Regions from separate parts of the Mus musculus genome. Here all the other regions are linked to region 1. Evidence: chromatin contacts called from public HiCAR-type and promoter capture Hi-C data. All regions are on one chromosome and are shown on one strand. The core of a region is the stretch at or near the end of the contact, and the rest is flanking DNA. Distances in the headings are between cores, read along the strand shown.

What was found. Promoter capture Hi-C pulls out the DNA fragments that hold promoters and counts their contacts. HiCAR-type assays count read pairs that join an accessible place to other places.
Region 2: a promoter capture Hi-C map of pre-B cells shows a contact between it and region 1, with 3 times the contacts expected there. The contact joins the promoter of Mir22hg here to the promoter of Ankfy1 in region 1. A contact is called at or near these places in 2 of 39 promoter capture datasets (cranial neural crest and pre-B cells).
Region 3: a contact with region 1 is called in a promoter capture Hi-C map of embryonic stem cells, with 2.7 times the contacts expected there. The contact joins the promoter of Rpa1 here to the promoter of Ankfy1 in region 1. A contact is called at or near these places in 2 of 39 promoter capture datasets (embryonic stem cells and pre-B cells) and 1 of 115 datasets of contacts at active chromatin or transcription factors (embryonic stem cells).
Region 4: a contact with region 1 is called in a HiCAR-type map of astrocytes, with 2.9 times the contacts expected there. The contact joins the promoter of Ovca2 here to the promoter of Ankfy1 in region 1. A contact is called at or near these places in 1 of 39 promoter capture datasets (cranial neural crest) and 1 of 115 datasets of contacts at active chromatin or transcription factors (astrocytes).
Region 5: a contact with region 1 is called in a promoter capture Hi-C map of pre-B cells, with 2.9 times the contacts expected there. The contact joins the promoter of 0610010K14Rik here to the promoter of Ankfy1 in region 1. A contact is called at or near these places in 2 of 39 promoter capture datasets (liver and pre-B cells).
Region 6: a HiCAR-type map of astrocytes shows a contact between it and region 1, with 8 times the contacts expected there. The contact joins the promoter of Srr here to the promoter of Ankfy1 in region 1. A contact is called at or near these places in 1 of 39 promoter capture datasets (cranial neural crest) and 1 of 115 datasets of contacts at active chromatin or transcription factors (astrocytes).
Region 7: a contact with region 1 is called in a HiCAR-type map of astrocytes, with 6 times the contacts expected there. The contact joins the promoter of Tsr1 here to the promoter of Ankfy1 in region 1. A contact is called at or near these places in 4 of 39 promoter capture datasets (cranial neural crest, hematopoietic stem and progenitor cells, liver and 1 more), 1 of 484 Hi-C or Micro-C datasets (CD8 T cells) and 3 of 115 datasets of contacts at active chromatin or transcription factors (astrocytes, embryonic stem cells and extraembryonic endoderm stem cells).

Annotation. Positions count from the first base shown.
Region 1 is chr11:72,688,543-72,691,324 of GRCm38.p6, reverse strand. Ankfy1 (ankyrin repeat and FYVE domain containing 1) reads right to left here and starts at 1,323. Exons shown (of 25, transcript NM_009671.5): 1 at 1,291-1,323. The coding sequence starts at 1,300.
Region 2 is chr11:75,460,103-75,462,884 of GRCm38.p6, reverse strand. Mir22hg (Mir22 host gene (non-protein coding)) reads right to left here and starts at 1,346. Exons shown (of 3, transcript NR_030711.1): 1 at 1,130-1,346.
Region 3 is chr11:75,346,946-75,349,727 of GRCm38.p6, reverse strand. Rpa1 (replication protein A1) reads left to right here and starts at 1,345. Exons shown (of 17, transcript NM_026653.2): 1 at 1,345-1,502. The coding sequence starts at 1,470. Smyd4 (SET and MYND domain containing 4) reads right to left here and starts at 1,295. Exons shown (of 11, transcript NM_001102611.1): 1 at 977-1,295; 2 at 1-59. The coding sequence starts at 47.
Region 4 is chr11:75,177,388-75,180,169 of GRCm38.p6, reverse strand. It overlaps Ovca2 (candidate tumor suppressor in ovarian cancer 2), which reads left to right and starts at 1,362. Exons shown (of 2, transcript NM_027136.3): 1 at 1,362-1,558; 2 at 1,783-2,782. The coding sequence starts at 1,375. The coding sequence ends at 2,276. It overlaps Dph1 (diphthamide biosynthesis 1), which reads left to right. Exons shown (of 13, transcript NM_144491.2): 10 at 366-444; 11 at 857-997; 12 at 1,139-1,245; 13 at 1,783-2,527. The coding sequence ends at 1,228.
Region 5 is chr11:70,236,583-70,239,364 of GRCm38.p6, reverse strand. It overlaps 0610010K14Rik (RIKEN cDNA 0610010K14 gene), which reads left to right and starts at 1,451. Exons shown (of 6, transcript NM_145758.1): 1 at 1,451-1,581; 2 at 1,740-1,834; 3 at 2,387-2,488. The coding sequence starts at 1,561. It overlaps Rnasek (ribonuclease, RNase K), which reads left to right. Exons shown (of 3, transcript NM_173742.3): 2 at 351-427; 3 at 895-1,242. The coding sequence ends at 1,036. Gm40191 (a long non-coding RNA gene) reads right to left here and starts at 354. Exons shown (of 3, transcript XR_879979.3): 1 at 171-354.
Region 6 is chr11:74,924,491-74,927,272 of GRCm38.p6, reverse strand. Srr (serine racemase) reads left to right here and starts at 1,325. Exons shown (of 9, transcript NM_013761.5): 1 at 1,325-1,654. It overlaps Smg6 (Smg-6 homolog, nonsense mediated mRNA decay factor (C. elegans)), which reads right to left and starts at 1,419. Exons shown (of 19, transcript NM_001002764.2): 1 at 1,270-1,419. The coding sequence starts at 1,357.
Region 7 is chr11:74,896,753-74,899,534 of GRCm38.p6, reverse strand. Tsr1 (TSR1 20S rRNA accumulation) reads right to left here and starts at 1,455. Exons shown (of 15, transcript NM_177325.3): 1 at 1,320-1,455; 2 at 1,055-1,158; 3 at 134-353; 4 at 1-26. The coding sequence starts at 1,416. It overlaps Sgsm2 (small G protein signaling modulator 2), which reads left to right and starts at 2,466. Exons shown (of 23, transcript NM_197943.3): 1 at 2,466-2,710. The coding sequence starts at 2,654.

The sequences.
Region 1 (2,782 bases), core at 74-2,573:
AAGGAACTACAAGCAGGCAGGCATACATCACCACACCCAGCACTTTCAGTCACTTCGCTTTCTCCTCCTCTGTTGGACAATGTTCACCACCTCCAAGGTGTTTAACAGATAGAAAAAGTAAAAATGAAAACAGAATCCAGTCCCAGCCATGAATCTGGCCTCAGTTCACTTAACTATAAAGGGCAAATAACACACCTGGCAGGCCTACTTCGTGTCACTCTTAAACCTAATTCAAATCTGAGAAGACTACACAAACTGTCACACTACCCAAATCTCAGATCAAGAAATGATGAGTTTAATCAACACTTACCAAAAAATACAAACAAAAGACAAAAACAAAATAGGCCAGGTCTAGATCAAGTAAATCTTCAGCCACTCAACAAAGTCCAACAAGAAGTATTTTTCTCCAACAATGGGGTACACAGGAGAAGCACACCGGCCAGGTCTAATATTGTCTGATCACTACTAGGTAACTCACTATCTCAGGGCTTTCACCCCAACTCATACAGTAAAGCTATGGCAAGCAAAGATCCTAACATTATTCCTTAAGGGAGGCTGCACCTGAGAAACCGGATGCCTTTACCTGCAATGTCGTAAAGTACTAAAAAAGAGACGAAGGACTAAAGCAGGAGGTAAAGGAACCGAAGCCTGGCTTTAGCACACCTCTTTCAAGCAGTGTGACCTTGGTCAACTTCCTTACTGAGGAAACATCTCCTTTTGCCCCTTTGTAAACCTCAGAGAATCTGAGCGTGCCCACATTTGCTAGGGCTGCCAAAAAGCTTAAAGACTATTACAGCGCACGCCCAAGAAGCCCGTCGTCCAGCTGCAGTCCCGGCTCTTCCAAGGAAGAGTCCCAAGCTCTTCCGCAGGCAAGAGATGCACCCTTCCGGATGCAGGACCTGCCATGACAGCAGTTTCGATTTCCTAAGGAGAGGGGCACTTCCCTCCCCGTTCCAGCATGGCTGGCACAAGAAGCTCCTCTACAGCTTTCTCGAGTCCCGCGGGTGCATTCGCTCCCAGGACCCGACCCCTTTCTCGTTCTGAGACTACCGGGATCGGGGTTGGGGGCGGGGGGTGACGAGTGAAGACAGACTGCAGGAGGGGCGTTGCCATAGGAACGGCGCTGAGAACCCCGGCCCGGGGAGCCCCGAAACGCTACATAGGAAGGCTCGCGAGACACGTGATGCACCGTACGACCACAGCCGGACAACCCTTCCAGGGGCTTCTGTGCCCGGCCAGTGGTACCCCTATTGCTTCGCGTCTTCCCGTGCCACCCCACAAAAAACCTACCTTCCGCCATGTCGGGCCCGGCCCTGCCTACAGCCTCGCGATAAATGCCGGCGCAAGGGAATCATCAAGTCTCGCGAGAATGGATGGAGGCGTGGCAAAGGGAGGAGCCAGAGCAGACAAGGGGTGAATGAAAGTGGAGCGGGAAGTTGCTCTAGGCGGGAGGTCCGAGTCCCACTTCGTTTTGGAAGGTTTGACAAGCGCGGACTGGGCTATCTCGTACTCCAGGCGATCGTCAGGGTAGAGCAAACATGGACTATTCTGAGGCAGGGACTGCGGATCTTTAAGTTACTTTGTAACCACGTGGGACGCTGTCCTAATACTTAAATGATAGCATTTCTCCAGGGCTTTGGGAATTTTTATGGCTAAAACCAGACAACTTGGGTTATCAAACAGGCAAACACACTGGTTACAAATATAGGGGTCGCAAAAACTGCAAATCTCTATACAATTTTATGTAAGCAAAATTGTGAGATCCCTGAGGTCAAAGTGGCAAAGCCAAATAACACTAGGAGCTAATAACGGTTGACAAGGCCATGGAGAAGGAATTCAGATTGTAAACCAGGAGCTTAAACCTTTTGTGAATGTGAGAATGATTAGATGATTTTTATAATAGCAAAATAGAGGGCTGACAATCCTAGATAGTATGCCTTTTTTGGCTGTGGAGTAGGTAGAGTGGGGAATTGAGACAGGGTTTCTCTACATAATCCTGGCTGTTCTGGAACTTACTATGTAGACCAGGCTGGCCTGACACTGATAAGAGACCCTAGTGCCTCTGCCTGGAGTGCTGCGATTAAAGGCAAGTGCCACCACACTTGACATAAATACTTTTTCTTGGCCCGGGTAACGAATATGTACTTAGCACACCTGAAGCCTCCAGGTCAACAAAGGAGAATAGAAATAATGCATCAACAGTTAAGTAGTGACTTAGAGAACAGTTAAGATTTTAGGAAGATCTGCCACAGTTAAAGAAAGCATTAGAGGGCAATGAAATGGAATAATGAAGGGATTGAGTTCAGATTATAAAAATGTAAGGGCAATGGTTAAAATTTTGAAAAGGGGACGACCCTGGCTGAAAAACACTTAGAAAATGGAAGAGAAGGACACTTAAATACATTAAGGATAATTATGTACTAAAAACTGATGTTCCGATTGTAGCAGACTACAGTAGTGAAGGAAATAACAGGGCAGTGTTAAAGTAGTGGCCCTGGATAAGCGACATGTGATTAAAGAAACAATATTTGTTAGTTTCAATAGAAGTGCCTGAGCTCAAAGCTTCACTGCCTTGCTGAGGATGGTTCATAGGTGTGTCAAATGAGTTTTTGAGATCTTCAGGTGGCTAGATAAACCAGCTTTGAGCATAAACAGACTCTTCTATCCCCTAAAAATACTCAAGCTCCTAACATTAAAACAACTTAACTGGTTGGAAAGTGCTGTCATATCTGACATCTGTTTGCAGCATGTTTTCTCTTTGCCTTGCTTTGCAAGCCCAGCA
Region 2 (2,782 bases), core at 97-2,596, 2.8 Mb before region 1:
AACTTTCAAATTCCAAAAGCCTCTTGGGAAGTATAAACTTTGTCGGATCTTCCTTCTCCTAGGTGATCAGTCTCTGTCCACTTCTCTCTGCCCAGGATAGCTCTGTTCAGGCCACAGGGTTCACTGGCTGCTGAGAGTTTGTGCCAAGCAGGTGCCCTTGGCTGCGGGGCGGGGTGGGCCCAGGGCACTGACCCTCTGACCAGCTGCTCCATCAACTCTCTGGCACCATGACAGCTTCTAGCCTACTCTAACAGCCAGGGTGACAGGCCAAATGAGTTGGAGACTGAAACTAGGGCCAGAGGGAGGTGGGAACGTTAGCCTAACCGGAGGCCGTGGGGAGGGGCCAAGAGTTGGCCAGGAGGTGGGGAGAGAGGGAGCCCAGCGATGACTAACCCAGGCGCCCCACCCAGCCAGCCGGCTTCCCAGGCAGTCAGGCCAAGCCCGGGCTAGGGGCCTCTCTACCGGACATACTAGGGGGGAGGTGCAAAGGTGACCTTCTCTCTGTCCAAGACAGCCAGTTAGGCTGGGAGGGGGGGTGCGGGTAGAGTTTCCAGGCACTCCTCCTGTCCGCCCCCCCAACCTCCGCCCAACCCGCGGTGAAACCCTAACCTTTGGGTTGCATAAGGCCTCCGCACCGCCGCCCCCTACTCCTTTCCCCTCCCCCCTTACATAACATCCCCGGGAGGGAACGAGAGGAGGGGCCGGACCGCCCAGCGACCCCTTCCCTGCCAGGGACTTGAACTGGCCCTGACCCAGTCAGCGCCGGTAGAGGCAATGCACCTCCGCACCCCTCGCTCGTCCAGATCCTCCCTAGGCTAAATGGTCAGCTCGGGCATCCTCAAACCAAAGGGCGTCGGGGTTAGACGCCCCCGGCCCTCTGGCCTCTCATATTCCTCCCCAGTTACTTCTCCAAACCTTCTGCCACGACTCCTGTCCGGGACTCTCTCTTTAAACGTCCAGACACACTACTCGGGAGAGTCCAGGCTCCTCTCCCAAGAGCGCCCCTGTCCCCGCCGCCCCCTCTCCCCTCCCCCAGAAGGGCAGGGTGTGGCCGTCAGGACCCTACTTTCCCCATCACCCGGTTACCGCGGTTCCCCCCGGGATGACCGGGTCCCCAGATCACACCCACCTGATGCTGGGTGCGGGGGTTGCTGTGGACAGAGGAGCAAAATCACTGCGACCTGTCCGCACGGCCGACCGCTCTGTCTCTTCCCAGCGCCCAGCACACACCGGCTCCAGTCTCCGATCAGCTGGCGGCGTCGTGACGCACGAGCTGCGAATGAACCACCCAGGGCCAATCACCGCCCATTGCTGGGCAACGTGACCACACCCACTCGGGGGCGCCAGCACCTCTGCTTACTCCCGCCCATTCAGGCGTCTGGGCTCTGATTGGCAAGGAGGCCACCCCCTTGCCTGGAGGAGCTTCTCTAAGCCACGCCTACCAACTAACCAACTGGCCAATGGCTGAAAAGGTGTGGCTAACCCTCGGCCTAGGCGACTTGCTTAGACCAGCTTTACGTCAAACTACAGTTTAAAGAGCAGAAGGAAGTATAGGCGTGTATTTTTGCAGTGCATTCCGGTCAATGAAGTTCTTACGGTGACACTCAGCTTCCCAGAATGCAGCGCGCTCTGTGAGTTGGCATTTTTAAACTGATCTCTGACTCGGTCGCGGGGAAGTCCTTAAAGGGCTACAGCCCCTCCTTCTTGGAACTTCTTTTAGCCTCAAAACTGATTCACAGGAGGCCTGAGCTAAGCGAAGGTGGAGCACGCGAAGCAACAGGAGTGAGTAGAACTAAAGATGGAAGCCAGCCACCGATGCAGCAGAACACCCGAAGTCTTTTTTTTTTTCCACAAATAGGACTTTTTTTTTTTCGGGGTATAGGGACCACTGTCACTCGCACGGCCCCAGTCTTCACTGGAGAGCTAGCTCGAGGTCTTCGGGGTATAGGGACAAATGTCACCCGCACAGGCCCAATCTTCACTGGAGGTCTAGTCTATCCCTCGTGGGTTTAGTGAAATCTTTTCTAGTGAATGTCTCGTCTTAGTCGCTGAAGAGCCCACGGCTTCTCAAGGGGCACGTTCTTAACAAAGGATTCGCCCTCACTTTTAGAGAGGAAGCGTCTTTTTAAAAATTAGGGGAAGATCTTTACCAAAGTAGTATCAACCAGAAACCCGGTTCTAAGATTAACACCCATTCAGTCCCGCCCTCCGAAACGCTTCTCTGACTCAGGCCTACTTAGGGAAGTGATTTCAAAGGTGGAGACCAATGAAGAGGCGGCTCCTTCCCTAGGGGCCAATCAGAGTCTGAAAGGCGGGGGATGGGCAAAAACCGAAATGAACCCAATGACTTGGCAAAAGCTGCTGAATTGCTTATTTAAAGGGACAAGACTGGGACCACCTCTTCACTCCCTCCCCACCCCCAAAGAGAAACTTGTGGCCTGGGGTTCTTGACTTTTGAGTCATTTCTAAGAGCATCTAAGCTTTCTAAGTGAGAGCATCTGAGACAAAGAAATGAGAGGGAAGCCTGAGATAGCCGCTTCTGTGTTAAATTAAGTATGGGCTCCACTAAGGTGACTGCTGGGCTTGCTTCAAATCCTGAGTTCAACGTTCAGAATATTGTGTCTTTAAGGAGACTTCCTGCCTTCCGCCCCAGTAACAGCTGATTGTTCGACCCCAGGGGACGAATCAGCCCTAACCACATCCTCCTTCTTACGTGTCTGTCCTTCTCCATCTCCTTTTTTCTGCCCTTCCCCCTCAACCCCGCCATGGGTGGTAATGGAAC
Region 3 (2,782 bases), core at 96-2,595, 2.7 Mb before region 1:
CACTTCTTAAGTAGGTAGGACTTCCATTCATCCACCGGTAGATCCATGCTGCCGCAGCTCTGTAAAGTCAGAACATGAAGATTCAGCTTTCTATTAATGCATAGTTCTAGAAAATCGAGATTTCATCCTACCAAGTGACACGCAACCAAAATCATTTCTTCTGGGGTTTTCTATAGCTGTTGATATGCTGAAGGAGAGTTAATCTGTGGTGTGGTACCAATTCACCCAGACATATTCTTTGGAACTGTTTGAGAAACTATAGTAGGTTGTGGTTGTACAAACAGAGATCAAAATACCAGTAGATGGCTACTATTCCAGTCTTTCTAGACCTGTTTACCTTAGTTGCCCAAAGTTTTCCAGACTTCTTACTCCAGCAACTATGAAGTTAAATATTTTCATTTCTTAGACGGCTCAGTTTTCTGTTTTGATCTCCAGGTCTTTCTTTCAGTTCATATAGCCTCTCTCCCTTTTTATTTTTATTACTTTTTTTTTTTGAGACCGGATCTTATGTTAGCCTGGCTGGCTTCGAACTCAGAGATCTGCCTGCTTTTACCTCGAATGCCACCACGCCTGGGTCCCAAATTTTGATTTTTCAGGGTCTCATTTAGTTCAGGTTGACCTCGAACTCAACGGTGTTAAGGGTGACCTTGAACTTTTGCTGCTTCTACATCCCAAAGGCTGGGATTACAAACAGATCAGAGCCAGCCAGCACGCCAGGCTCTCCAATACTTTTGCATAGGCCATTTGGGCTTTTAGGAACATCACTATCCTCACTGGAATCCACCTGACAAATTTCTACACACACTTTAACTCAGTTCAAACCGCATCGCCTCTCGAAAGCCTGATTGATTTTTGACCCCCACTCTGGAGCTCCACATGTGTGGCCCATATCGCGTCTACCATCCTTGAGGCTGGGTTCCTTGCGGCCACAACTCTCAGGTGGAACTCAAGAGGGCGGAGACTGAGTCTGATTTACCTTGTTTATCCCACAGTGCCAAGCTCTGGGCCTGGCACCGGCGCCGGGCACGCACTGCGTGAAGAAGTACCCAGGTCACTGCTTTGACTATATTTAGCAGCAGTTACCAGGGGAGAGCTCCGACTGTTCCCTGGGTTGCCATTCTGTCTGTCCGCCAAAGGACTGGGCGGGCAAAGTTCCGACAGCTGGCGGGGGAACAACTCAGTAGCACCGCGCTGACACAGGCGCACTGCGACCCAGCGCCCCGCCCTCACGTCCCGCCATCCCGCCACTAGGCCTCGAACCCGGCCTCGGAAGAGTCACGTGCTCTGCCTGCCGCGCGGTAGCCAATGCGGTGGCTATCGGCGTCTAGGCCCGCCCCTCGCACCGCGCTCACGCTGGGGGCGGATCGGCACGCACAGTTGCTCTAGCCAATCGTTGAGCAGCCCGCGGGACCCCGGCAGAGAAGCTCAGGCGGTGCAAGAGCGCGAGCGCGGGAGTTAGCGGTGCAGCCATGGTGGGACACCTGAGCGAGGGGGCCATCGAGGTAAGGAGACGACCCTGAGCGGGCTCGATGGCCCTAGCAGCGCGGCCTTGGAGCGGTGCAAAGAGGACCCGGGGAGGGAGCCGCTGTCGATCGGGAGAGCGTCAGGGAGGAAATTATACGGCCGCGGGGGAGCATCCCGGGGTCTCTAAGACCATCAGAGGATGCTGGAGGCAACCCGGTACTGGCAGAAGAACTCACGAGTTTTTTTAGTTTGTTTACATCTAAGAAAACAAGACAAATAAACATGCCGCTGTCTATCTTCGGCGGCCTCTGTTTCCTCCCTTTCTCCATCACCCCAAACTTTTTGGACTTGTTTTCGGCTGTTTTACTTCTTTTACATCCTCCTAACTCATTATTGCTACTAGACATCTCTCTGGTCACGAGAGAGAAAACGCTGACCGAAGTCACCAGTGGCTTCCCAGTAGCCAAATCAGAAGACATTTTAAAATTTTTCAGCCGACCTAATTGTTTGAGCTTGTTGGCTTCTTTCTGCTAACACTCCTCTCTTGCTAGTGTTCTGTGTTTCATGTTGACAACTTTTTCCTTATTTTACCGGCAAACCCCATAGATTTTTTTGTCGAGCCAAGGCCCTCTGCAGACTAGTTTATAGCCCTTCACCTGCATGTTATTAATTCTTTCCTGCTGAGCTTCCTTCGATCTGCCCTCTATCTTCAAAGTCATTTTCAATTGAACATATATCAGAGCAAATCCTTTATGTCCCTCTAAGTCTGAATTTTAAAAAAGAGTGTGTGTGCGCGTGCGCCAGTGTGTAGTATGTACACATATGTATGACATCTTGGGGATGGCGAATGTGCGTCGGATGCCAGAGGACAACTCTGGGACGTTGTTTCTCTTCCCACTCCGCTGTGGATTCTGTGGATTGAGCTCAGGTAGCTGGGCTTACACAGCAGGCACCTCTACCACAGAGCATCCTTTTGCCCGACTCTGGACACCTAGTCCATCACCAGTTGAAGTATATTTTAACTCCACACTTAACTTTTCCATCCCCACTGGAATAGTCTTTTTTTTTTTTAAAGATTTATTTATTGATTATATGTAAGTACACTGTAGCTGTCTTCATACACTCCAGAAGAGGGAGTCAGATCTTGTTACGGATGGTTGTGAGCCACCATGTGGTTGCTGGGATTTGAACTCCTGACCTTCGGAAGAGCAGTCGGGTGCTCTTACCCACTGAGCCATCTCACCAGCCCTGGAATAGTCTTTTGTTGGCTGAACTAGTCAATTTCAGTCAGCACACTCTTCTCACAGTCTCCTTGCCA
Region 4 (2,782 bases), core at 113-2,612, 2.5 Mb before region 1:
TGGAGTACAAGTGTATATCATATACCACACACACAAATTTTGCCTCTTACTTTAGAAGGTTGTGAGCTACTATGTGGGTGTTGGGAATTGAACTTGAATCCTCTGCAAGAGTAGCCAGCTCCCTCAACCACTAAGCTGTGTGTCCAGCTCCACTTTTGCTTTTAATGCAATGGTTTTGGGAGTTAAGGTCAAGTCCTAGGCTTACAGGGCAATCAGAGTTACCTTCCCAACAGTATATAGTTGGATCAGTGCAATCTGTTGACAAGTGGACATACTGAGATACTGAGACACCGTTATGTTCTTCAGTGTGGTACCCCAGAGAGAGGTGACCTTCATGTCACATCTTAACTGACTTATCTCCCTAGGTGGGTGCAGGTGGCATGTCCACGCCTCTCCATTGACTGGGGTTCAGCCTTTCCCAAGCCACTGCTGACACCGTACGAGGTAACAGCCACATTTTGAAAATCTTTGTATTTCCTGTTGAGGGAGGGTTGTGAGATGGCTGGCATGGGTAAGCAGCACGTAGGGTTGCAGGTTCTGAGATCGAGCCACCATCTTGCTGTGTAGTTTTTGTTTATATTTAAGAGTTGCTGGGAGATGTGAGCCAACACACCTGACTCGCTGTGTAGCTGCGACTCTCTTCACTTCACTCTTCCTTTCTGAAGGATGATAATACACTCCCTTCATAGACCCTGGTCAAATTTGCTAATGCAGGGACAAAAAAAGAAAGAAAGAGAGAGAGAGAGAGAGAGAGAGAGAGAGAGAGAGAGAGAGAGAGAGAGAGAGAGAGAGAGGAAGGAAGGAAGGGAGAAAGAAGAAAGAGAGAGAAAGAATATCATTGTCTTTTCTCCCCTAGGCAGCTGTGGCCCTGAAGGACATTTCTTGGCAGCAACCCTACCCCATGGACTTCTACTCTGGCAGCTCCTTAGGGCCATGGACAGTGAACTACGGTCGGGACCGAGCACCTCGGGGTCTCTGCCAGCCTGCATCTGACAAGGTAGCCCACTTTAAGCAGGGCTGAGAGGCAGCCTACAGGCGTGACGTGGTCCACCGCCGCCGCCCTGAGGACAGCGGGGGAAATGCAAGGGAGCCGGGTGGAGGTTGCAGTAGAGAGACTTGAATCTATCTGCTACCTCAGGTGCAGCAAGGGTCCAGAGGCGGCTCTCCAGCCCCAGCCTGTGAGAGTTGCAACTGCGCAGACCAGAAGGCTACTTCGCCGGCTCCCTGAGAGGGCCAGAGCAGCAGGTATTTGCAGCCACGCCCCACCTTTTTGTTTTAGGAGAGCCCCGCCTTAGGGGTGTTCCCCGCACGGGCCCTGCCCCCTTGCCGGTTCTACTTCCGCCTGGGAAGGCCTGCTTCCGGTCGGTCTGCAGTATGGCGGCACGGCAGACCCTGCGAGTGCTGTGTCTAGCCGGCTTCCGGCAGAGCGAGCGGGGCTTCCGTGAGAAGACCGGAGCGCTGAGGAAGACGCTGCGGGGTCGGGCAGAGCTTGTGTGCCTCAGCGGACCTCACCCGGTCCCCGAGGCAGCGGCTCCCGAGGGTTCGTGTCCAGACTCGGGTGAGACTTGCTGGACCCCTTCGCACACCTGGACCTCAGTTCTCACCTAGCGCCTTTAACTCCGGCTCTAGTCTGAGCTCCCAGGTTTCCTCCTTTATCTGTGTCCAGGCCATTCCAGGTCCCTCCCGCCCCCCAAGTCCCCTGGCTGCACTTTCCCAAGCTCTGCCTTTTTCTTCTCACCATCTCTAACCCTGGGCCTGTGCTCTTCTCCCATCTGCTTCTAGGGCCCTGTTCTCCGGAGGAGCAGCCTCGAGGCTGGTGGTTTTCTGAGGAGGAAGCCGATGTTTTCTCTGCTCTGGAAGAGTCCACAGTGTGCAGGGGTCTGCAGGAGGCCCTGGAAACGGTGGCACGGGCCCTTGACACGCTGGGGCCGTTTGATGGACTTCTTGGCTTCAGCCAGGGGGCTGCACTAGCAGCTTATGTGTGTGCCCTGGGCCAGGCAGGCGATCCTCGCTTCCCCTTGCCAAGATTTATTATACTTGTGTCGGGGTTCTGTCCCCGAGGCCTTAAGGAACCTATCTTGCAGAGCCCCATGTCACTGCCTTCACTTCATGTTTTTGGGGATACTGATCGAGTCATCCCTTCTCAGGAGAGTATGCAATTGGCTAGCCGATTCCTTGGAGCCGTCACCCTCACCCACTCCGGTGGTCACTTCATTCCAGCAGCTGCATCTCAGCGTCAGGCCTACCTTAAGTTCTTGGACCAGTTTGCAGAATGAAGGATGGACAAATGTCTCCGCACTGCTCCCACTTTGTCCAGCAGCTCTCCCCTGTCTCCTCACCATGGCTAGTTAAGACAACTGTCAGTTCTCAGGACACACATAAGCCCAGAGAGCCTGTGAGAAGACAGGGGTGGGCAGGCAGGGGCTGGCACCCCTGTGACTGACAGACAATAAAGCGATGCTTTAGATGTTGAATGCCTTTCTCCTGCTGCCCCGATCCTGGGGCAGCACCAAACCAAACCCAAGGACACATTTTTGGTGGAAGTCATTTATTGTTTTGTATCTTTAAATTCGGCTTATTGTGTGTATGGGTGCAGACTTGTGGAGATCAGAGGATAAGTGCGGGGAGTTGATTCAACCATGTGGGTTCTTTCTGAGCTCTGATCATTTGACTTGGCAAGTCATGCCTCTACCTGCTGAGCCATGTCACCATCCTTTTGTGGAAGTTTAAGTCCCAGACTGAAGAAGCTAGATATCTTGGTCACTTAGAATCAGAAAGTTTT
Region 5 (2,782 bases), core at 202-2,701, 2.5 Mb after region 1:
CTTGCCCCCGAAAACGGTAGCTGAGGCCTTGCTTCCCCAGGGCCCTCAAGGCCGCCACTTCCAGAAATATGAAGTGTTTCATCTCCATCTGCTCCCATGATAATGACGCGCCTCGGAGAGCTGTTTGCCATATACCTCCCTATACCCAGTCACTCTTCCCAAGGTCCTACCTCACGCCCTGTTCCACATGGCTGAGTCCGAATCCAGATACAACCACCAGATACAACTAGCCCTTTCTAGTTCATCTCTGGCGCAAGTGTTGGGCCAACATTAGACAGGGGAGGAGCCTAGGGAGCGACCAAAGAAGTAAGGTAAGAATTTGACAACCTATCTATTCCTTACTCTTCCAGATAATGCTCGGGATATTTTTCAATGTCCATTCTGCTGTGTTAATTGAGGACGTTCCCTTCACAGAGAAAGATTTTGAGTAAGTGGTCGGGTACTTGGGCGAGTTGGGCGTGGATGAGGAGTAGCATGGTTTGGGTTTATGGGGAGGACACTTCTGAAGACTGGACATTTGTGGCCCTAGGTTGGGGACTTCAAGAAGAGGGCTGCTCTCTACAAAGTAGTTGGGTGGCAGCACGCAGGGTCCTAGTTTCAATCCCCAGCGCGAGAGACAGAGACACAGAAAGGCATGTACTTAGGAGCAGTCTTGCAAGCCACGTTTCCATGGCTACCCAAGCCCACCAGCTTAGATGTGGCCTCTTCCAATATTTTGCCTTCCTGCTCCTTGGTCTACCTCTGTAAAATGGTTACCATGATAGAATTCATTTGGTATGCTTCTTGGGAAGACTAATAGGAGTTAAAGTGCTTTAGCATGGTGTCTGATGCATAGAACTTGCATATTGGATGCTCTGAATGGCTGACATTTCCCTGCTCGCTCGCCACCTTCAGGAACGGTCCTCAGAACATATACAACCTGTACGAGCAAGTCAGCTACAACTGTTTCATCGCCGCGGGCCTCTACCTCCTCCTCGGAGGCTTCTCCTTCTGCCAAGTTCGTCTCAACAAGCGCAAGGAATACATGGTGCGCTAGAGCGCGGTCCGCCTCTCCCTCCCCAGCCCCCTTCTCTATTTAAAGACTCCGCAGACTCCGTCCCACTCATCTGGCGTCCTTTGGGACTTGTGACCCTAGCGAGACGTCATCCCTGGCCCTGCAAAACTGCGCCCAGCCTCTGGAGGAGACCGAGGGTGACCGCGCCCCGTTCTGAACTACAATAAAAAGAAGCGGTTCCCCCTAAGCTTGCTGTCTGTGCTTTCAGGGAGGGGCGGGCCCGGGCTGGAAGGGGCTGAGACCGGCCTCATCGAGGAGTCCGGACCCTCCGACGGAAGTGGAATGAAGCTAGCCGGAAGTGAAGCAACGTCTTCCACCTCGTCTTCCTCCGCGCGGCGAGGCCCCTTGAGTGACTGGGGAGAGGTCGGGTCTCGGCCAATCAGCTGCAGGGAGGGCGGGACTTCCTGCGCGGGAGCCCGAGCGGCCGGCTGCCGGGCTCTCCGTGGTTTCCAGCTCGCGTGGTGGTGGTGGCGGCGGAGCGTCTCCGTGAGGAGGTGCGCGGGGCCATGACGTCAGCGTCCACCAAGGTTCGACCTCCCTCGCGGACTGCGCTCCCTGGCGGCCACGGGAGGGTGGGCCCCCTGCCTGGCTCCCGGCTGGTGCGCGCTGGGCGGGGGGCGGGCGGATCCGAGGCTGGGGTGGGACGGCGCGCTGCCGGCCCCCCGTAATGCTGCTCCGCCCCCAGGTTGGAGAGATCTTCTCCGCGGCCGGCGCCGCCTTCACGAAGCTCGGGGAGTTGACGATGCAGCTGCATCCAGTCTCGGACTCTTCCCCTGCCGGGTACGTGAGACCAGCCTAGGACCTGGACTCCGAGATCAGACGCTTGGACTCAAGTCACAGACACGACCCTCTCTAGAGCAGGGAGATAGAGTAATTCCCCTGTGCCTGGCCCAGCTCAGTGTAGGTGGTAATTGTTGAATTAGTGGATGACAGGTAAAGAGACTACCGAGGCCACAGCCCTCCACTGCAAACCGACAGAATGTCTGCCACCTACCCCAAGCCCTGTGGACTCCCTCAAACTGCTGCCACACATCTTTCAAGGGTTGTGTTTGTAAGGCCCCTACTTGTTTCATTGGTTTCCGTTGGGTTGTTTATGGAAGCTGTTACATGATGAAGTGATGTTTTCAAGTGGCCCTGGATGTAATTTCATGTGGCCAGCGATTTGTCCCCAGGGCTTTTTTTTTTTTAAAAGGAGGTCCTTTTTATGAATCTTTGAAAGGTGCCCCTAGAGACTAGGGGGAAGAGGCTGCTGGCTGTGGACGGAATAGCCTGTGGGCTGGTTCCACACATCCCTCTTCCACTTTTGTTATCACCCTTCTCCCCTTCCGACAGTGCCAAGTGGACGGAGACGGAGATAGAGATGCTGAGGGCTGCTGTGAAGCGCTTTGGGGACGATCTTAATCACATCAGCTGTGTCATCAAGGAACGGACAGTGTGAGGGAGGGTGGCTGGCAGAGAAAGGGGAGGGTGGGCAACTTTCTTCCTCCTGACCCATTGTTCTCTCTCAGAACTCCCAGCTCAGCATCTTTCCTACTTTGTTCCTAGTTTTGTTAGCATTTCCTTGAAGACTGAGAGACTGTCACTGTGGCAGTTGGTCGGAAGATCAGGAAATGCAGTGGTCACTAGGGCCTGCAGAGAACTTTATTTTCATGGTGCCCAGATACTCAGTGGTTGTGTTTGATGATAAGAGTTCCCTAGCTATTTATGTAAATCCTTTGAAACTGGCAT
Region 6 (2,782 bases), core at 76-2,575, 2.2 Mb before region 1:
GAACTAGTGAGAATATTATCCAGTACTCAAGTTATATAAAATCCTAGTACAGAATTATAATGTATATACAAATGCAAACAAGCTGGTAGCCAAGTATTTATACACCTGCATCTATACCCACTTTTGTTTGGGGGATGGGGTGGGGGCGAAACTAAAATTTTAGGTTTCTGACTTGAAAGTTGGGTATGGTGGCATATGCATATAATTCCAGCACTCTGAAGGCTTCAGTCAGGAAAAGTATCCAAACTCAAGGCCAGGTTGGGTTACACAGTAAATTCAAGGCCAGTATTGGCTACAAGGTGAGACTTTGTCTCAAAAGAAAAACAAACACAAAATAAAAGATACTGCTGCCTTGGCAAAAGTTTAGCTTCTCCACCAAATGTGAACCAAGATAAAGCCGTTTAACCTCAGCACCCTGAGTAAACTTTTAAACTTAGTTTTGGGGCGGAGCCAGGAGAGGTGGTGACTACTATTTTCCAGAGGAGAGAGAGAAAACAGCCTGGTTAATCCAATTCAGTTGGCCAATAAAAACCAACCTCACAAATTCTAGCCACAATCCTAGAGAAGGTATCTTCTGTAACTGTCATCCTAAGCAACACTGGCTAATGAAGGAGACCAGACACCAAAATATTTCTCGCGCTTTTCTGATGCGAATGGAGACTGGCAAATTAAGCATTCTCTCTGATCACAACTGCTCCCACACACGCCAAGACCAAAACAAAACCGAGTCAGCTCTCTGAGGTCCTGGATCCCTCCAGTGGCCTAGCACTAGAAACCAGCCTTGGGGGGTGGGGGGGGGGGGTAAGTTCAGCAAAGGAAGTCCTAGCCTGTTAAGCCTTTCTCCTCAATTTCCCCAGCTCCTCCTCTCCGACGCGGAACGGAGGACTACGGAAAGGTACACATACACAGACTATTCTTTTGGGAACAATACGTCTCGGGGCCTCTACCGGACCCTAGCACCCAAGCCAGTTCGTGTCTCCTCCGGACTGGAACTCAGGCGCTGGCGTGAGAGGGTTAGGGCACCGGAGAACAACCACGGCGCCGCGCCGAGCAAGAGGGCGGAGGCTGAAACTCGCGCTTGGGCTCTGCCCCGAGGGCCCGAGGGAGCGGAGCGACAGCCTCGCTGTCTCCCAGGGGCCGCCGCAGGCCCGGGCGCACTGTTGGGGAAGGGGCGGGGGTTCGGAGCGCCGCGGACGGGGCGGGGAGGAGGCAGAGGAGAGGGAGGCGGGGCGGGCAGGCCCGGCCCAGCAGCTGGGCGGCGCAACTCACCTCTGCTCCCGGCCTGCGGAGCCAGAGTGGCCAGGATCCCTCGCAGTTCCGATGCGGAGATCCGCACACGCTCCAACCCCTCCGCCATCTTCGCGGCGGCTGCTACAGCTGCGGCGACTCGGCCACCGCCGCGCGCAGCCAGGAAACCACGACGGACGGGCGGCGCGCGCTCACCCACTCCCACCCTTTTCCCCGCCCCCCTCCTGCCTGCCCTCCCCAAACGACGGTGGCCGCACTGGGAGCAAAAGCATTCAGCACGTTCAACTAGGGCCTTGCCGGAGCGGGCGAATCGGCCGCGGAGACGGCGTGTGCGCGTGCGCAGAGGTGTAAAGCTAGGACGGTCCGCCGAGGCTCGGAGGTGGAGGCGCAGCGCTCTGGAGGCGAGGTGAGGCGCAGCCAGGTGTGACTCGCCCATGTCAGGTGGGCATTCGGGTCTAGGGATGCCAGTATTGCTGCGGTGACCACCGAGGACACTGCTTTTGATCTGGGGCTCGGATTGACGGAGACATCCTACAACCCGGCCTCCTCCGATCATTTTAGGCCGAAGTCTCCTTACCGTAGGCCTGGATTGTGGAGTTTAAATATCTTTTATTATTATCCCCATTACTGGTAAACGGAATCTCAGAGAGTGGAAGAAGTAAATTGCTCCGTGTATCGTTTGATTGTACCAGAGTACTAAAGTCTATGACAGTTCATCCCTAAGACTTGCTGGAGGTCGTTGTGTGGAGGTAAAAAAAGAAGGAAATTATTCGATCTGGGAATTACTGTTAGCATTGAGAATTTTTTAAAATTACTTTTTTAGTACTCAAGTCAATTCTCCCATCTTTACATCTTTAAATTTTTACTGATGCTGGTAAAAATAGCTCATTCTTATATTCACGGTACTTCAAAGGCTGTGGTGGGAGCATTGCAAGTTCAAGCCTGGGCAACATAGCACATTTGAGGCTAATCAAGGCAACATATTAGAAGACCTTGTCCCCCAAAAAGGAAGCAAAAAGTTAATTAGACTAGAAGATGGGTACTTTAAGCTCATTGACCATTAACTCCTATTAGAAACGGTGGGGTGGAGAAACTTCCTATCCAAAGACTGCCTTTCTCCAGTCTTTCCTTCTTCCCTGTCTCACACAGTCATTGACCCTTTAGACCTCAAAAAGTAATAACCAGTTATGCCTTGATCATAGTATAAAATATTTGATAGTACTCATACAGTTCCTGTTATGTGACAGATATTTCACCATCAAAAGAGAAAAATGCCGGGCGCACGCCTTTAATCCCGCACTGGGGGAGGAGGGGCCGGCAGAGGCAGGCGGATTTCTGAGTTCGAGGCCATCCTGGTCTACAAAGTGAGTTCCAGGACAGCCAGGGCTATACAGAAAAACCCTGTCTCGAAAAACCAAAAAAGAGAGAGAGAGAGAGAGAGAAAGACAATGACTGAGAAATAGTCAACAGCTCAAATGAATGGGTATAATTAATTAGAGTGGCCAGAACAAATGGCAGTTTTTGTCAAAAGATT
Region 7 (2,782 bases), core at 206-2,705, 2.2 Mb before region 1:
CATGTCTAACAGAGTATGCAGATCCCCTGTATACAAAAGACACCATAAAAAAAAAAAAAAGATAGTTAGCACACTATATTCAAGAGAGACAACTACTTAAACACAATGAGAGAAAAGTATCGGACACTCTAACCTGGTCTTGCATATGTGAAAAACCATCGATGTTTCAAGCTAGGGCACAGAAGCATAAAACTCTGGGTGCTTCCCCGTTCACTCAAATACACCGTTCCCAAGTCTTCATTCTGAAGCAGTTTAAATGCCTCTGGAAGGGAAATCCTGCTGTGCAGAGGCACCACCAGCACCTGATGTGGAGGACCATCCTTGCTGCCCAGCTGCCTCTTCTCGGCCAGAACCTAGCAACACAAAGATCCAAGAATACCTCAATCATTTGCTTCACTATTCTATCTTCAAATATACAGGTGCTGTAACCCCAGGGCAGAACTACTCCCCTTTCTGTTGCTTTGTAAAAGTACCAAGGTAATTTTATGTAACGTAAAACATTAGAAAAGATCAGAGCAGGCCGGGCGGAGCTGGCGCACGCCTTTAATCCCAGCACTCATTTCTGAGTTTGAGGCCAGCCTGGTCTACAGAGTGAGTTCCGGGACAGCCAGGGCTACACAGAGAAACCCTGTCTCGGAAACACCACCACCCCCCCCCAAAAAAAAAAAAAAAGAAAAGAAAAAAGAAAACATCAGAGGAGCCAGGTGTGGTGGCCCAAGCCTTTTAACTTAACACTCAGAAGGCAGAGGTAGGAGGATCTGAGTTCTAGGCCAGCCTGGGCTACACAGTGAGACCCTTTGTTTAAAATAATCATGATTTGCAAAAGAGCAAGCCCGTATAAATAAAGATGAGGAAGGACCAAGCATTCTCTCGTAAAAAGCCACGTGTATGGATGTGCTGTCAAGGAGTTTGGCAGGGCCTCGTTCTAAAATGAACACTGCCTGAAGGTACTCTGGGTTTACCTCCGTTTTCGGCCCATTTCCGTGTCCCATTTTCTAGTTTGAGACTTTACCAATCTCAAACCATAAGCTTCCCCACCCCCGCTTCTACTCACCGACTCCCTCTTTTGCTTTCGGAGCTGGCTGGCGCGATGCCTCTGGTCTATTCGGCTGAGCTGCCTCTTCAGCTTCTTGCAGAGGATTTTCGGTCCTACCCGGCCTGGAAGGCAGATCGGAAGTGGCTGCTCTTCTCCTCTCAGTCAAATCAACCAACAAGAACCTTCCTGCGCCGCTTAAGAGCCTTGGGCAAGGGTCCCAAGTCTAGTCTCGGTGTGGGCACGGGTACCGGCTAAGCAGCCCCTCTCCCTCCTGTCTACTCACCTTTGCTGTCCCGTTGTGCGGACCCACCGCCGTGATGCCGCCCGCCTTTATGAGCTTTATTCTGCTGCTTCAGCGGCCCGGAGCGGTGAGCCGCCATTCTGCAGTCCACGTGTGCACCAAGTGAACTCTACTTCCGGGCGGACCCGAGCGTTTCCGGCCCTGGGGACGGACTTCAGGCTTAGCACTTCCGCGACCTCTCGCGAGGTTTTTTGCCGCCAGCCTGCAAGCGCAGCGCCCTGAGTGTCCGCAGAGACGTCGTGGTGCCTTTTCCCACGCTGCAGTCCTCTGCTGAGAGATGGAGGATGCCGGCAGGAGTCTCCCGGCTCCGGCTCTGGATTAGGAGGTCAATTTTGCGCCCATCTTTCCATTTTTGCACGCTTCAGTTGCATCACGTGGGAAGAAATAAAAGTCTTTTCACGTAGACTATTGCACGCCGCTCTCTGCGGTCCCAGTGAACTGTACAAAGGGGTGACATTTGTACCTGAGTGGCCTTTCCTTTCCTCTATTACTCTAATTTCCAACGCGAAGCACTTAGAAGGGGCTCGTGTCACCGGCTCTGGAATGTCTCTTATTCCAACTCGCGCCCCCCTCTTCCCACAAATCTGCAAGATGAACCAAAGCGGATGTCGGCGACCCGGAGGAGGGCGAAGACTTCCCCTTGCGCTCGGGCACCTGTTCTTAGGAGCTCACAGTCGGGTCCTTGCTTTCCTCCTGCAAGCTTTGCGACTGAGCTGCAAGTAATATATGAACACTCCACAGGATCCGGAGGAGTGACAGGACCAGGTTCGAACCACAGTGACGCAGAGCCGAGACCCTGGCTCCGTATAGCTCCTCTCCCAGGGGCCAGAAGTCGGGAGCGGTCACGGTGGTTGAGGTTTGCCCAGACACAAGCACATTCCCAAAGTCCGCCCGCTGCGCGGCGCAGGCCGGAGCGGCTGACTTCCCAGCGCTCACAATGCGGGTTCGCGCCCTCGGGGCGGGAGCCGGCCAGTCGCCATGACAACCGTCCCTGCGGCGCGCGCCCGGCCCCGACGCCCCCAGGCGTCCGCACCCGCCCTTGACCCCCCCCCCCACCTCCCCAGTTGCGGCGCACACACCCCCTCCCTGCCGGCAGTGGGAAGGGGCCGGGCCTGCTGCCTGACGTCTGCGGGGCTCGGAAGATGGCTGCGGAGCTGAGCACCGGGCAGTGGCTGCGGCGGCTGCAGGCGGGGAGCGCAGCGGGCGGGGACTCCGCCTCGCGTGTGGGGCGCTGAGTCGGGAGGCGCGGAGGCGGTGAGGGCGCACCGGGGGCTCGGGGGGCCACTCGGTGCCACCTGCCCGCCACCTGCCGCACCATGGGCAGCGCAGAGGACGCGGTCAAAGAAAAGCTGCTGTGGAACGTGAAGAAGGAGGTACGGTCCGGGGCAAGGTCTCAAGGGGCTCGCACCCCTCCCGCGCTGGCTCGGGAGCAGAGAGGTGGAGGC